2 separate regions of the Mus musculus genome follow, and region 1 is linked to region 2. The links are chromatin contacts, called in public HiChIP or PLAC-seq maps. All regions are on one chromosome and are shown on one strand. Each heading gives the region's core, a stretch centred on a gene start, on an enhancer-like site or on the middle of the called end of the contact. The rest is flanking DNA. Distances are from core to core; before and after follow the strand shown. Region 1 has its middle 21 kb from the start of 8030423J24Rik. Region 2 overlaps Gm36377 (a long non-coding RNA gene).

Region 1 (6,323 bases), core at 2,484-4,983, 250 kb before region 2:
TGTGTGGTATGTGGTGTGTGTGTGGGGGTGCGGTGTGTGGTGTGTATGTGTGTGTGGTTTGTTTATGTGTGTGTGTATGATATGTGTGTGTGATATGTGTATGTGTGTGTGTGCATGCGGTATGTGTATGAATGTGTGTATGTATGGTATGTTTGTGTGTGTGGTGTGTGTGTATGTATGTGTGGTATGTGTATGTGTGGTGTGTGTGCTGTATGTGTGTGTGTATGTGGTATGGGATGTGTGTGTGTGTGTGTTTGTATATTGTGGTGGTATGTGTGGTGTGTGTGTATGTGTGTGGTATGGAATGTGTTTGTGTGTTTGTGTATGTGTGTGTATGTGTGTATGGTGTGTGGGGGGATATGAGATGTGTGTGTGTGTGTGTGTGTGTGTGTGTGTGTGTGTGCATGTGTGTGTGCAAATGAACATGCCAGGCCCTTGCACATGGGGAGGTCAGAGGGAAAATGCAAGTGCCAGTTCCTCCATTCACCATGTGTGTTCCTGGGATTGAACTCATGTCCCCTAGTTTGGCTGAAAGCAGCTTAGCCTAGTGAAGCCACTCATCAGAGGGTGGTACATGCTGCCTTTAATCACAGAATTTGAGAGACTACAGCAGATTAGAAAATGCAGTCACCAGGACAAGGAGATTGTATGTTTCCTTGAGAAGCCACATCTTTGGCTAGGAAAGGACACAGACTTCTGAAGCCAAGCAGCAGGAAGCAGTGTCCTTGTTGATTTACTCAGGGCCACCGTGCATCTCTCTGCAAATGTGGCTGCCACATTCTTCTTTTTGACCATCAGCCCCGAATGATACAGACGTATGATGTGCACTAGGTCTGCTTCCGTTTCTTCTCACAGTTCAGTGCCTCTTATAGGCTTGCAAACCCAGAAGAATTATCACCACTCACTACCCACGTGCCAAAGCTATAACCGATCCATCTAGAAACCTGTATGATGGTGATGGATCCATTGAAAGCAGCATGTGGTAGTTGTTTTAGGTGCATCTTGACTAGGCCATAGAGTTTCTGGTTACTCTTGTCTGAGTGCCTACATCTGAGTGATGTTAACATCACTAGATTGATCATGCAGACAACCTCTCTAGTGCTAGGAGCCTGATCAGGTAAGGGAGAATCGTGAATTCTGATGGTCTTTAAACTGGGATTTCACTCTTGCCTGTGATGTCAGCACAGACTGAAATGTACATTGACTATGATTATATTGATTATGTGTTGAGCTTCCAGCCCTCAGTGTAGATCTCAATAATTCTTGACCTCTATGATCACCCATTCCCTTAGAGCAATGCCCTCTGTTTTCTTTCTCCATTTGATAAAATATATATAATATTACATGTGACAATACTGTTAAATGTGATACTATATATATACATGTATTTGTAAATCTTCTAGCTAATGTCTCTACTTTTCTGGAGAATCTTAAGTGCATGCCATTGCCACCAAAAGCCCCCATGACAGCCATAACTTCTCATCCTCATGTCTATGCCAGGGGGTTAGCCTTATCTATAGTGGATAAAATGAATATGAAGATCCCATTGCACCCCACACACTGACTGCAGAACTCTACTAAAATGAAGGAAAATGCCCACTCCATCACCCTTCCTTCAACAGGAAATGCCTTCCCACCAGGACCAGAGTGGAATTCTATTTATATAGGCAGAAGTACTGCAGAGATTTGTTTGGTAAGTTTGTCATTACATAATGAAAAGAAGGGCAGAGACAGCACAGTGTAAGGAGCTAAGAAACAGAAAGCAACACTGGATTCTCCCCCTCCAAAGCCCTTCCAAAAGTTCTCCCTAGGCTCAATCCTATCCTGGGCCAGGATGGAAGAACCACAGAACAGACCCAAAGCCAACCCTGGAGCAGAGTCTGCAGATCCAAAGAACTAAGATCCTGAACAGGATACATTGAAACTTTGAAACAGAAAATGGACAGGTTAGCTTTGTAGCTGTAACACCTTTGGCAAACAACCCCCTTTCACCAGGGATACTCTATCCTGACTCCAGTCTATGGTGCCATAGAGTCTGATTCATCTAGTCTATGACCTCAGAGCATAATGTTTATAAATGGAGATGTACAGAAGCCTGTAGCCCAACTGCACAGATCAGAGTAGTGGCGTGAAATAGATGGTAAAAAGAATGAGCCCCTTTCCATGGCAGGAAATTGTATTCAACTCTGGGGCAAGTGGACCGTGCCGCCAGACGGAAGAACTGGTAAGGTTGAGCAGACTCAAATCTCCAGGGAATCTCAGAATTGAGAAAAGCAGGCATGGAGCCAGCTGCCTGCCAAACTACCTGGTCTAGAACACGTAACTGTGGCACTCCACTGAGAGGACCATGACAATCAGCCATGTAACATAAAAACCTGGAGTTCTCCATGCTAATGAGCTATCTCATTAATTTAATCCCTGATTCACTCTGAGTAACATGTATGCATTCACATCCACCATGAAATAAAACTATATGGGCAAGCAAGGATGTCTCCTTTATCAAGGATCACCACAGAGCGGTGACTGAATCTCCCTAAGAAGACAAAAGCCTTTTCTCTTCTAGCACTCACTCAGAACGAAACTGGACTCAGCTCCCGCCCACCCCCACCTCCAACCATTCCCTTCCTGCCTGGCACATGGATGACCTGAGGGGAAGCGTGGACCTGCAGACACCCGTTTCCAATGCCAGAGGCACCCCAGTGGTGTCTGGGTACACAGGAGACACAGTGTCCGTCCCAGCCCAGCCCCCGCTGTTTCTCACTAGGGAAACACAGAATGGGAGCCCTATTTCAGACTGTGTTCTGCCTCCCCTGAGCGGTTTGCTCAGGCACCCCAGTGGTGAGGCAGACATGCAGCCTGACAGTCCACTCTTTCCTTAAGAGAAAGAAATGGAAGAGGAAGCCATCAGATAATGGTTCCTGTTCCCTAGGGAAACCCTTCATACTACAGAGCATATGTAACAACTCGCCCAACCAGGAGGCAACAATTACTCTCTTAACAGTGGCTCTTGTCAACCCAACTCAGACAAACACAAGCTTAGGCCAGGGGGTTCCACTTCCTAGTGTTTGATCCTCACTCTCCTGTGCTCATCCCCCAATCTAGAACTGCGCTCTTTGACAGGACAGGAAGCCTGAGCGCTCCCTGTTACTAATTTGCCTGCGTGTCTGAAGTGAACTGAGTTTACTGCCATGCAATGGGGTTTTGCCCAAGGCTATATGTTCCATAGACACACAATAACATCCAGGTCACTCTCAGCATGAGGCAGGTGCATCAGTGCTAGAGCGGGCTGTGCTTGGTTCTTCCACACACCTCATGCCAGGACTCTTGTGAATTCCTAAGCTTGTTTCTGATGGGCAGACTCACATGGAACAATAGGCACAGCTCTGTGAGCTGAAGGCTCCTGAGAAGGTTTTTCCAATTAATTTACAGTACCCATTTTAATATGCTGTGATTCATGAGTCATTCCTTTGAAGTCACTATGTAGTTTCCTTTTGATTTGGCCTTTCTATGTTGATGGCTATAAGCTGGGACTTAAAGTATTTAACAATTTGTGTGTGTGTGTGTGTGTGTGTGTGTGTGTGTGTGTGTGTCTGTCTGTCTGTCTGTCTGTCTGTCTGTCTGTGTTTGCTTTGTCATCAAGCAAACTGTTTAGTCTGTGAGTCCACTTGCACAGACTGTTGCGACACAATGAAGTGTCTCACGACCTGGCCTGGGGCTGGGAAATGCCTCCCCGTGCCTGAGTCATTGATGTGGCCTGTAAATGACAATCGAGTCTTACAGATGGTCACGTTGCTGCCAGCCTCCCTCCACTCTGCAGACGAACTCACTGCAGTGAGCATGCACTTTCCTGTCCTGTGAGCACAATAGTACTCTCGAGTTAGTTCTGGGTGAGCAGGCAGTGGGTTGATTCCCTTTGGCCCCACGACGCCACTGAGTATGTGTTCTTTGTAATGTCCCCGGACTGACCAACTCAAGTCTCAAAGAAGGAGAGTCATTTGCAAACACATTCCAGAAACATCTAGGATAAAGTGGGTTTGCTTTCGTAATTTGCAGCGGAATACTTTTAACACTGAAGCGTTTGCTCGCCTTCCTTAAACCAAGCTTAGGAGATGCCCCACAGCCTGGCAGCAAATCTAAATTCTGCTCTGCTTTACCTAATTGAATGACTGATTTATCCAGGAGGTTGGGCAGAATCGGCATAGTTATTTCTGTGTTCACAGAATCACCTCCTGGTTTCTGAACAGTCTGCAACCTTACTTGATTTGACGTTAGGCTCCTACAAAGGCTTATGGAGAAGCCAGAGCAAAGGTTGATTTAAAGCTTTGCACACAAACATTCTAACTCTTCAGATGAGATCTAGAGCAGAATAATTTGACCATGCTAGCATCATCTAGAGCATGGTGACAATCATTTTTTGAGTCTCTGACAATAGGATGTGATGGCACAATTGAGAAAGTTGAATCTGATGAATGTGAACTCGGTAATTTGAACTGTCTGTATTTCTTTACATAAAGCTGAGCCTGGGATATGTTCTCACAGTGTCCCCTCAAACAGCAGGTGTCACCAGACAAGTTCACAGACCACTCTGAGGCGCACGAAGAAACGAAGCCTTATGTGTGATTGTGAGCATAGGTACTGACTATGCTCTGCCAGTTGTTGTGATTTATTTGTGGTCTCCATGTTTCACAGTCTTTAATGTGAGGCAGTGCTAGGGTATGCTTTGCTCTTGTGCTTTCCAATGACTTGAACAATACAGGAATGCATGTGTTTCTCATGTAGCCAGCCACGTTCCCGACAGTTGGGAAGGGTGGACTTGAACCCCTGGAGTCAGAGAAGCGTCACTAGGATTCTCTTACCTGAAATGTCTCATTAAGTGCACCTACTGCTAATTTTTCCCATAATAGGATGGGAAGGTGAGAAGCAGAATGGACACAGATCTGCCCTGGGTAACAGCCCAGTCTTCAAGAGTCTGAGTTTTCAACACTTCTATAGAACACTTGTTTAAATTTTTAATATGCTTTAAACTGTTCCAGGAGAAGAACTTGGGTTGTATTATTAAATAAGCCCTCATGCAAACTGGAGTTGGGGAAATGGTGGCTCAGCAATTCAGAGTTCATACTGCCCTTCGGCACCTACTGCAGAGTTCCAGGGAATCTGATGCCCTCTTTGGCCTCCACAGTGACCCACACTTATGTTCACATACCCACACATGGGCACATAGCTAAAAGTAAAAATAGACTTTAAAAAGAGCTTGAGTAACAAGTCATCTCAAGAAGGAGAAGAATAATAACTATTGGAATTCTCATCATGAAGAACAGACTCTGTTTCTAAAAGTAGCAAGTTAGCCACCTGCACACTCTTTTAAAAGACTCTTTGAACACTTGAGAAGGGTAACTTTCACACATATAGTAAAATAGAGGGATGTAACATCAAGAGAGTCAGCGATATAGTCCTGGCCTTTTATTTGCTTTTATTTAAAACTCAGACAACAACAAGAAGAAACAAAACACTTTCAGGGTTGCTCTTCTTCACCTGTTGGAGAAGTGGGTAAAGCATCCAAGAGCGAGTAAGCGTGCTGAGAAGAATAATCAAATGAATATAAGAGAGAAGCAGAGGGATTTCAACCTTGTGACTCAGCAAACTCCTAACATGAAGAGAGAAGAAATAACCGCACACATTCAAACAATAGGCCTAAATATAAAGGGTCCCAACTCATCAATTTAGAACACAAGCTGAACAGATTAAGAGCAGTGCCAGAACCAGTAAGCTGGAAGAGAGGACCTCAATCTAACCGTTCTAGCTTGACAGTACTGTGAGTTCGAGGCCAGCCTGAGTTACATAATGAGACCAGTGAGTGTCAAGCAAATAAACAAACAAAACCAAGGCCAGCTGCGTTCTGTGTACAAGGAATGTACCTCACTGGCAAAGACATAAACAGAAGGGAAGTTAAAAGATAGAAATTCTGTCCCAAGCTAAAGCAATGAGAGAGCAAGCAGCTGCAGGCTAGCAGCTATAGCCAAACTCATGAGTGATACAGCAGATTGCAAGCCAAAGTGAGTCAGAATAAAAAACAAAACAAAACAAAACAAAATACAAAGCCAGTCATTGGCAAACTAATAAAGGAAACAATCCATCAAGATGTGGGGGGCGGGTGTGTGTGTATGTGTGTATATGTGTGTGTGTATATATGTGTATGTGTATATGTGTATGTATGTGTATATCTGTGTGTATGTGTGTATATGTGTATGTGTGTGCCTGTGTGTGTCTCTATGAGTGTGTGTGTGTGCATGTGTGTGCGTGAGTATGATGCTGTTTTGTTCAGT
Region 2 (6,277 bases), core at 3,539-6,038:
AACACCAGGCCATGCCCGGGACAAAGGCATGGAGCACCGTCCACTAGCTATCTTCAACTGACCCAACTAAGGGAAGACTTGGGGGGCTGCTGAAAGGTTAGAAGGGGCTGTGGGTAGCAGGGAGTGCCTTGAAGGGCTCTCCATCTGGGTAGCAGGCAGTGCCCTGGAGGGCTCTTCTGAGGGGCTGAGCTCCCCAGAAGGAGTGGGAGGCAGGCCGTGATGAGATCACCGCTGGAACTGGTTACAGCAGGAACACAGACAGGAAACTGCTACTGCAGGTTCTGATGGGTGTGCTAGACCATGAACTAAGGCCACAGCAGTTCACAGCTGACTCCTGCTCCCCAGGGAGGTGAGTTCTGTTTGCTTCTGCCTGGAACTCTTCCTGAAGGGAGCAGACTGGCTCTGAAGCTCCTCTTCTTCCTGGTCACTGCAGGAATGTGAAGAATGCTGTGGCAAATACAGGAGAGCACACAAGAGAAGGCTGTAATGATGGTGTCGACCCACCACAAGTGCCAGACAAAACTGACCGATCACAGTCAAAACTGCTACCATACTGCACAGCACATGCCAAAAATGGAATTGTTACTGAACTCACTGAAGTCTCTGTGGCATCTGGCCATTGTGCCTTGCTTGCTGGAGCCCTGGGTGGCTTGGTCCCTTGCCTTCTTTTGCTCTGAGCTCCCCATAAAGTTAATAATATTTTGAGTTATTTCATCCCTAGATGACAGTAGCACACCTGAACACGGTACAGTCTGCTGCCAAAATTTAGCCAGCAGGCTGAGCAAACAGGAAGTTTGTTTGGAGGGAAAGTCTTAAAGAGCACATGGTATTTTTTCACATTCACTCAAGTTGGAGTACATTTGTGTATTTGTGTATATGTGGAGTTTTTAACATCCTTTCTATGTGTCATGATAGCTGGTGAGATGGCAGATGTATTAGCTAATTACATTAATCTTTTTACCATATGGGTGTGTATGGGTGTGTGTACCCCCCAAATATACAAGTATTGTTTGTCATTTAACATTTTTAAAAGACAGGAACTGTTTTGAGTATAATAATTTAAATATAGTTCTTATAGAATTGCTGGAAACTAGGCTTCTAGATGAACGTTAGGCCAGACCAGACCAGACCAGGGTGACTGCCCTCTGTTACTCAGGAAGACTGGAGTCAGGAAGAGAGCAGCCACATCCTTCCTGCTCCATTGGCCTCTTTTCCTGTCCAGTCCAAAGCTCTAGCTTCCACTCCTACTGGGGGTTCAGGGCTTTTCTGAGAACTGCTAGATACAGCCAGCAAGACACATCCTGCCCCGTGAATGTCTAATTGCCAAAGTGTAACTTGTATCTAAACAAAAATTAGGTTTTGTTTAAATAATTGACACATAATGAAAATGATGCCTGGGTATAGAGAAGCGTGGTAGTTCTGTGTGACGAGTTGAGTCACGATCAATGCGAGAGAATTAGCATTCCCTTTTCCTTAAATGTGTGTCATTTCTGTATTAGTAAAACTACAGTCCTTCTGTTAGTTTTTATAAAACATATTAGAAATCACTCACTCTCTCTCTCTAATGTTCTACAAGATGCCAGAGAGTTCCAGCTTTGGAGATTTCATTAATGGAAGAGAGAGATGAGGGCAGGGTTGAGAATGGTGTTGCTTGCATCACTTGTCTGTCACCTTAACCCGTCTCTGGAGAAGAGACACAAGTCCACTTTAATTTACTGCCACTGCTCTCTTTGTGACCTGAATTGACTCACCCCAGGTGTCCATTTTCTATCAGGCGCAGAAGACTACTCAAACTCCCTGGCTTTGTCTCCTTCACTGACACTTGCTAATTGCTGCAACTTGAGTTTGGGGGTCCTGTTTGTAGCTACTTAATCTACATAATCTAGCTGAAAGCTAAGGGAAGTTAAACTAGCCTTTTTTTCTCCTTCCTTAATTTAATTACTCATACAAGACCAAACTTTTTCCTCTTTATGTCTCATTTTCATAAAGCTCTTTAAATAAAAGTCAAGAGACATGCAAGCATTTTTTCTAGTGATTTTTTTCTTAGCATGACTTTAATAAGGACATCTTCTGCCCCTATTGTATCAATTCAAAGATAAGTAGGCATGGCTCCAGGTTCAGTTCTCTGTCTCAGAAGCATCCAGGCAAGTCTTAGGCAGGAATTATTGTCTCTATGAGGAAGTCAATTCCAGTGGAAGAGGCAATTTGGCCTTTCCTTCCTCTATGTCCCAGCTCCAAAGAGCAGAGTGACATTCTGTGTAATGAATGAAACAATGAAAGAAATCAGGGTTCACAGTAACCCCCAACCAGACGCCTCTTTGATATTAAAGTCCTGGTTATGAACTTAGTCGCTTAGTAGGGCCAGTGAGATGGCTTAACAGGTACTGGTGCTTGCCACCAAGTCTAGTAACCCGAGTTCAAACTCTAGGACGCACACACACTGAAGGACAAGAATCAACTACAGCTCCTCTTGCCATGACATGCACACACACAAGCATGCAGACACAGGCAAATACACACAAATAAATGCATACATGCATGTTAAAATATTGGTGAAACTAGGAATGCAAGTAGCCACTCACCATCCACATGGTTGGGCTCTATTATCTTCACAAGGTTAAACTCAAAAGTTGAACGAGATAGTCTACACAGGAAGTGATGTGCCCACGCCACTTTCACATGGTTCAAGCTAGAATTCCAAGAGTCAACACAACCTCTTCTCCCTCAGCACACCAATCCTCCCACTCTGCCAGTGCCAATAGTATCTATTCAGACCGGATCCCCTTCCCTCTTGTTCTCCTATGTGGACAGTGGCCAAGTGTCCCCTGACATTTTTTTTTTAAATCTAAGTATACTGTAACTGTCTTCAGACACGTCAGAAGAGGGTGTCAGTTCTCATTATGAATGGTTGTGAGACACCATGTGGTTGCTTGGATTTGAACTCAAGACCGTCAGAAGAGCAGTCAGTGCTTTAACCACTTAGTCATCTCTCCAGCACCCCTCCTACCCTCCCCCCCACCCCCCGGCATCTTCATCACAACAACAGAACAGTCTCTTTCCATCTTGTTTTAGTCAGGGTTTCTATTCCTGAACAAATATCATAACCAAGAAGCAAGTTGGGGAGGAGAGAATTTATTCAGCTTATACTTCCACATTGTTGTTCATCACCAAAGGAAGTCAGGATTGGGAGTCAAGCAGGTCAGGAAGCAGGAGGTGATGCAGAGGCCATGAAGGAATGTTACTTCCTGGCTTGTTTCCTCTGATTTGTTCACTTTGCTCTCTCTTACAGAACCCAAGACTACCAGCCCAGGGATGACACCACCCACAATAATGGACGGAGCTCTCCCCTCTTGATCACTAATTGAGAAAATGCCTTACAGCTGAATCTCATGGAGGCATTTCCTCAAGGGAGGATCCTTTCTCTGTGGTAACTCCAGCTTGTGTCAAGTTGCCACATGAAACTAGCCAGTACACTTCTCTACTGCTATTCCCCTGTCAAATTCCTAGGTCAATCATGTGGACATTGTTCCTGTTATTCGCACATCCACACTATTGATTCCTAAACTTCATTATCTAAAACTTTGCTACCCTAGCATGTGAATGTCTGTCCAACCTGACCTGTGCCCACCTCTTGCCTCAGTTGCTCCATACAAGTATCCATGGCCCCTTACCCTCTCAAGACACTTACAGACTGCCTTGTCTTCAACACACCAAACTACCCCAGACTAGGTTACTGTTCTTGCTCCAACACTTTGTTCTTGTGTGTTTTCCCAGTAGACTTTACTTTTTAAAGGTTTTACCTTTATTTTAAAAAGCAAGTGGAAAGTACAGAGAGGTTTTTCCCATGCACTCCTGTCCCCACCTGTGTGCAGCTCTCTGTGGCAATAACTCCCACCCCATTCATGCTCGTTTAGTAGAAGTTATTGCTCCACATTAGGGTTCATCTGAGAGTTCGACACTCCATGGGTTTCTAAAAGTGTGTATGCCTACATCACAGAGTCAAAAGAACAGCTGCCCTGCTGTGTGATCTCCCTCTGCTCTGCCTCTTGCCCTTCCCACCCTGGTGGGGCCAAAAGCCACCAGCATCCTCATTGACTCTGCAGTTCTGCCTTTCCCAAGTGTCATGGGATCACAGAAAACAAAGCCTTCTTACGTGGGCATTGTTCCTTGATGAATCAGCATTTAAGGCCTCTCCCTCCCCCAAGCCCCTTTAATCACTCGGCTGCTTATTTCTCTTTAATGCTGAATAATATTCCATTGTCACTACATCTTGGAGTTCGTTATTTCGCCTTCTAAAAACCATCTTGGTTCTCCCCCCATGTTTTGGGATGTAAGAGTTTTCCTGATGCTCACACACACGCTTTCCCATACTCCAAACTTTTCAAGCCCTCTGGGTGGATATCAAAACTCACCATTGCTTACACTTTCCGTTCCTCTTCTCCCGGGGTTGTGAGTTCCTTTAGATACCAGCTGGAAAGCTTCCATCAGTTCCTTCACTCACACTTCTTTCAACAACTATTTTTTTGAGTGATTGTCATGTGTGAGGAATGATGTCAGCCCTGGGGACACAGCAGTAAACAGTGAGAAGGTTATCTTCATGGAAGCCCCCACTCCTGGGGAGAGAGGCAGTGAGCAAATGCATAGATAGACATCATCTGCTGGGGATGACAGCTGAGAGGCAGGGACTGGCTGTGTGCCAGGCAGCTCTCTGGCTGGGTAGCCTTGGAGCAGAGGTATGAGTGAGCTGAGGTCAGAGGTCAGGGGAAGGAAGAGAAGCCAGAGGAAATGAAGAGCAGGGCAGAGGTCTTCAGGAAGACGGACACATGCCAGGCAACAGGAAGGGGACACAGCTGTCCAGGAAGGAGAAGACAGGCAGGCAAGAATCGCTGACAGTCTTCTAATGTTGGGGTTTCCTTTCTTAATCCAGGGAAGATATCGCGGACTTACATTTAAGAGTACCTTTGTCTTGATGTGTGTGGCAGATGCTGGGCACTCAGACAGGAGTGGACACTGCTTGTGGTGACGGCAGGGTCAGGGTTGCATGGACTGTTATGCTGGCTGGGCTGCTACCCTGAAAAGCTGGACATGAGTGTTCACATGGGAAAGGAGGGTTGTGTGGGAGGTCTCAACCTCAGGTGCTGGCTATAACTAACAGGAGTGTAGTTGACCTGGGCATGTCAAGTCTGGAACACTCTGACAGAGAATGAAGAGATTTGTTTGTTTGTTTGTTTATTGGATATTTTCTTTATTTACCTTTCAAATTTTATCCTCTTTTCTGGTTTCCCCTCCGGAAAAAAAAAAACCCCTCCCCCACCCCCTCCCCCCTCCTCCTGCTCACCAACCCACCCACTCCCACCTTCTGGCCCTGGCATTCCTCTACACTGGGGTATCGAGCCTTCACAGGACCAAGGGCCTATCCTCTCATTGATGTCTGACTAGGCCATCCTCTGCTACATATGCAGCTGGAGCCGTGAGTCCCACCATGTGTATTCTTTGGTTGGTGGTTTAGTCCCTGGGAACTCTGGGGGTACTGGTTAGTTCATATTGTTGTTCCTCCTATGGGGTTGCAAACCCCTTCAGCTCCTTTGGTCCTTTCTCTAGCTCCTTCACTGGGGACTCTAGCTTGCAAACACTGGCATCATGAGTCTTTTATGGATGCTCTAAGGGATCCTGCATTTTCCAAATTCTCCTAGAAGACTCCCATGAGACACAAGCCTACATCCAGGCTCACAAATGGAGAAAGATATTTCCTCAGATAAGACCAAAGACATCAAAGGGTCATTGTGTGAGGGACAGTGAATGGAATCCATCAGCCCTTGTTTTAGTGGCCACAGAGTGTCAATGTGGGATCTGTCTCACAGTAAGGCCAGCTTAAAGATGTCTTGTTTAAGTCGCAAGGATGTTCCCCACACATACTGAAATACATGGATCACAAACGGGGGCCTCCCTGTGGGAGTAGCTCTTTGGTCCCCTGGAATATTCCCAGAGGCAGCTCCTGGTTATCTTAGTGCTCTGGAGAATTTTAATCCTACATCCATATACGGTATGTAGCAGGAGTGAGGTACACAGTGAGCCCATCGTGAGGAACACAAAAGACCTGGTAAGCAGACAGACAGGAAAGACATCCACATGGCTTGGCTGATGCAAGAAATCAATCAGCCAGCAATATCTTTGACATCTCCAGATGGTGGGGACTTCTTACAGAGAGAGGTGGGACTGGACACAAGGCTTAAAGATCAATGTGAGTGTGTCTGAGAATGGAGATGGATAGTTGGTG

The links. HiChIP or PLAC-seq counts read pairs in DNA pulled down with a chosen protein or histone mark.
Region 1: a contact with region 2 is called in an H3K27ac HiChIP or PLAC-seq map of microglia, with 4 times the contacts expected there. The contact joins two enhancer-like sites. A contact is called at or near these places in 6 of 39 promoter capture datasets (the C10 cell line, embryonic stem cells, hippocampal neurons and 2 more), 1 of 484 Hi-C or Micro-C datasets (cortical neurons) and 4 of 115 datasets of contacts at active chromatin or transcription factors (embryonic stem cells and microglia).

Annotation. Positions count from the first base shown.
Region 1 is chr13:70,900,366-70,906,688 of GRCm38.p6, reverse strand. No RefSeq gene overlaps it. Among named protein-coding and RNA genes, the nearest start is that of 8030423J24Rik, 21 kb to the right of the region's middle. Within about 2 kb of position 3,733, at least 16 of the 459 cell types and tissues checked have an H3K27ac peak or open chromatin away from gene starts, as enhancers often do. A contact at or near this core is called in microglia, where this site is marked.
Region 2 is chr13:70,648,577-70,654,853 of GRCm38.p6, reverse strand. Gm36377 (a long non-coding RNA gene) reads left to right here. Exons shown (of 3, transcript XR_382634.3): 3 at 3,290-4,268. Among named protein-coding and RNA genes, the nearest start is that of Gm36377, 4.1 kb to the left of the region's middle. Within about 2 kb of position 4,788, at least 16 of the 459 cell types and tissues checked have an H3K27ac peak or open chromatin away from gene starts, as enhancers often do. A contact at or near this core is called in microglia, where this site is marked.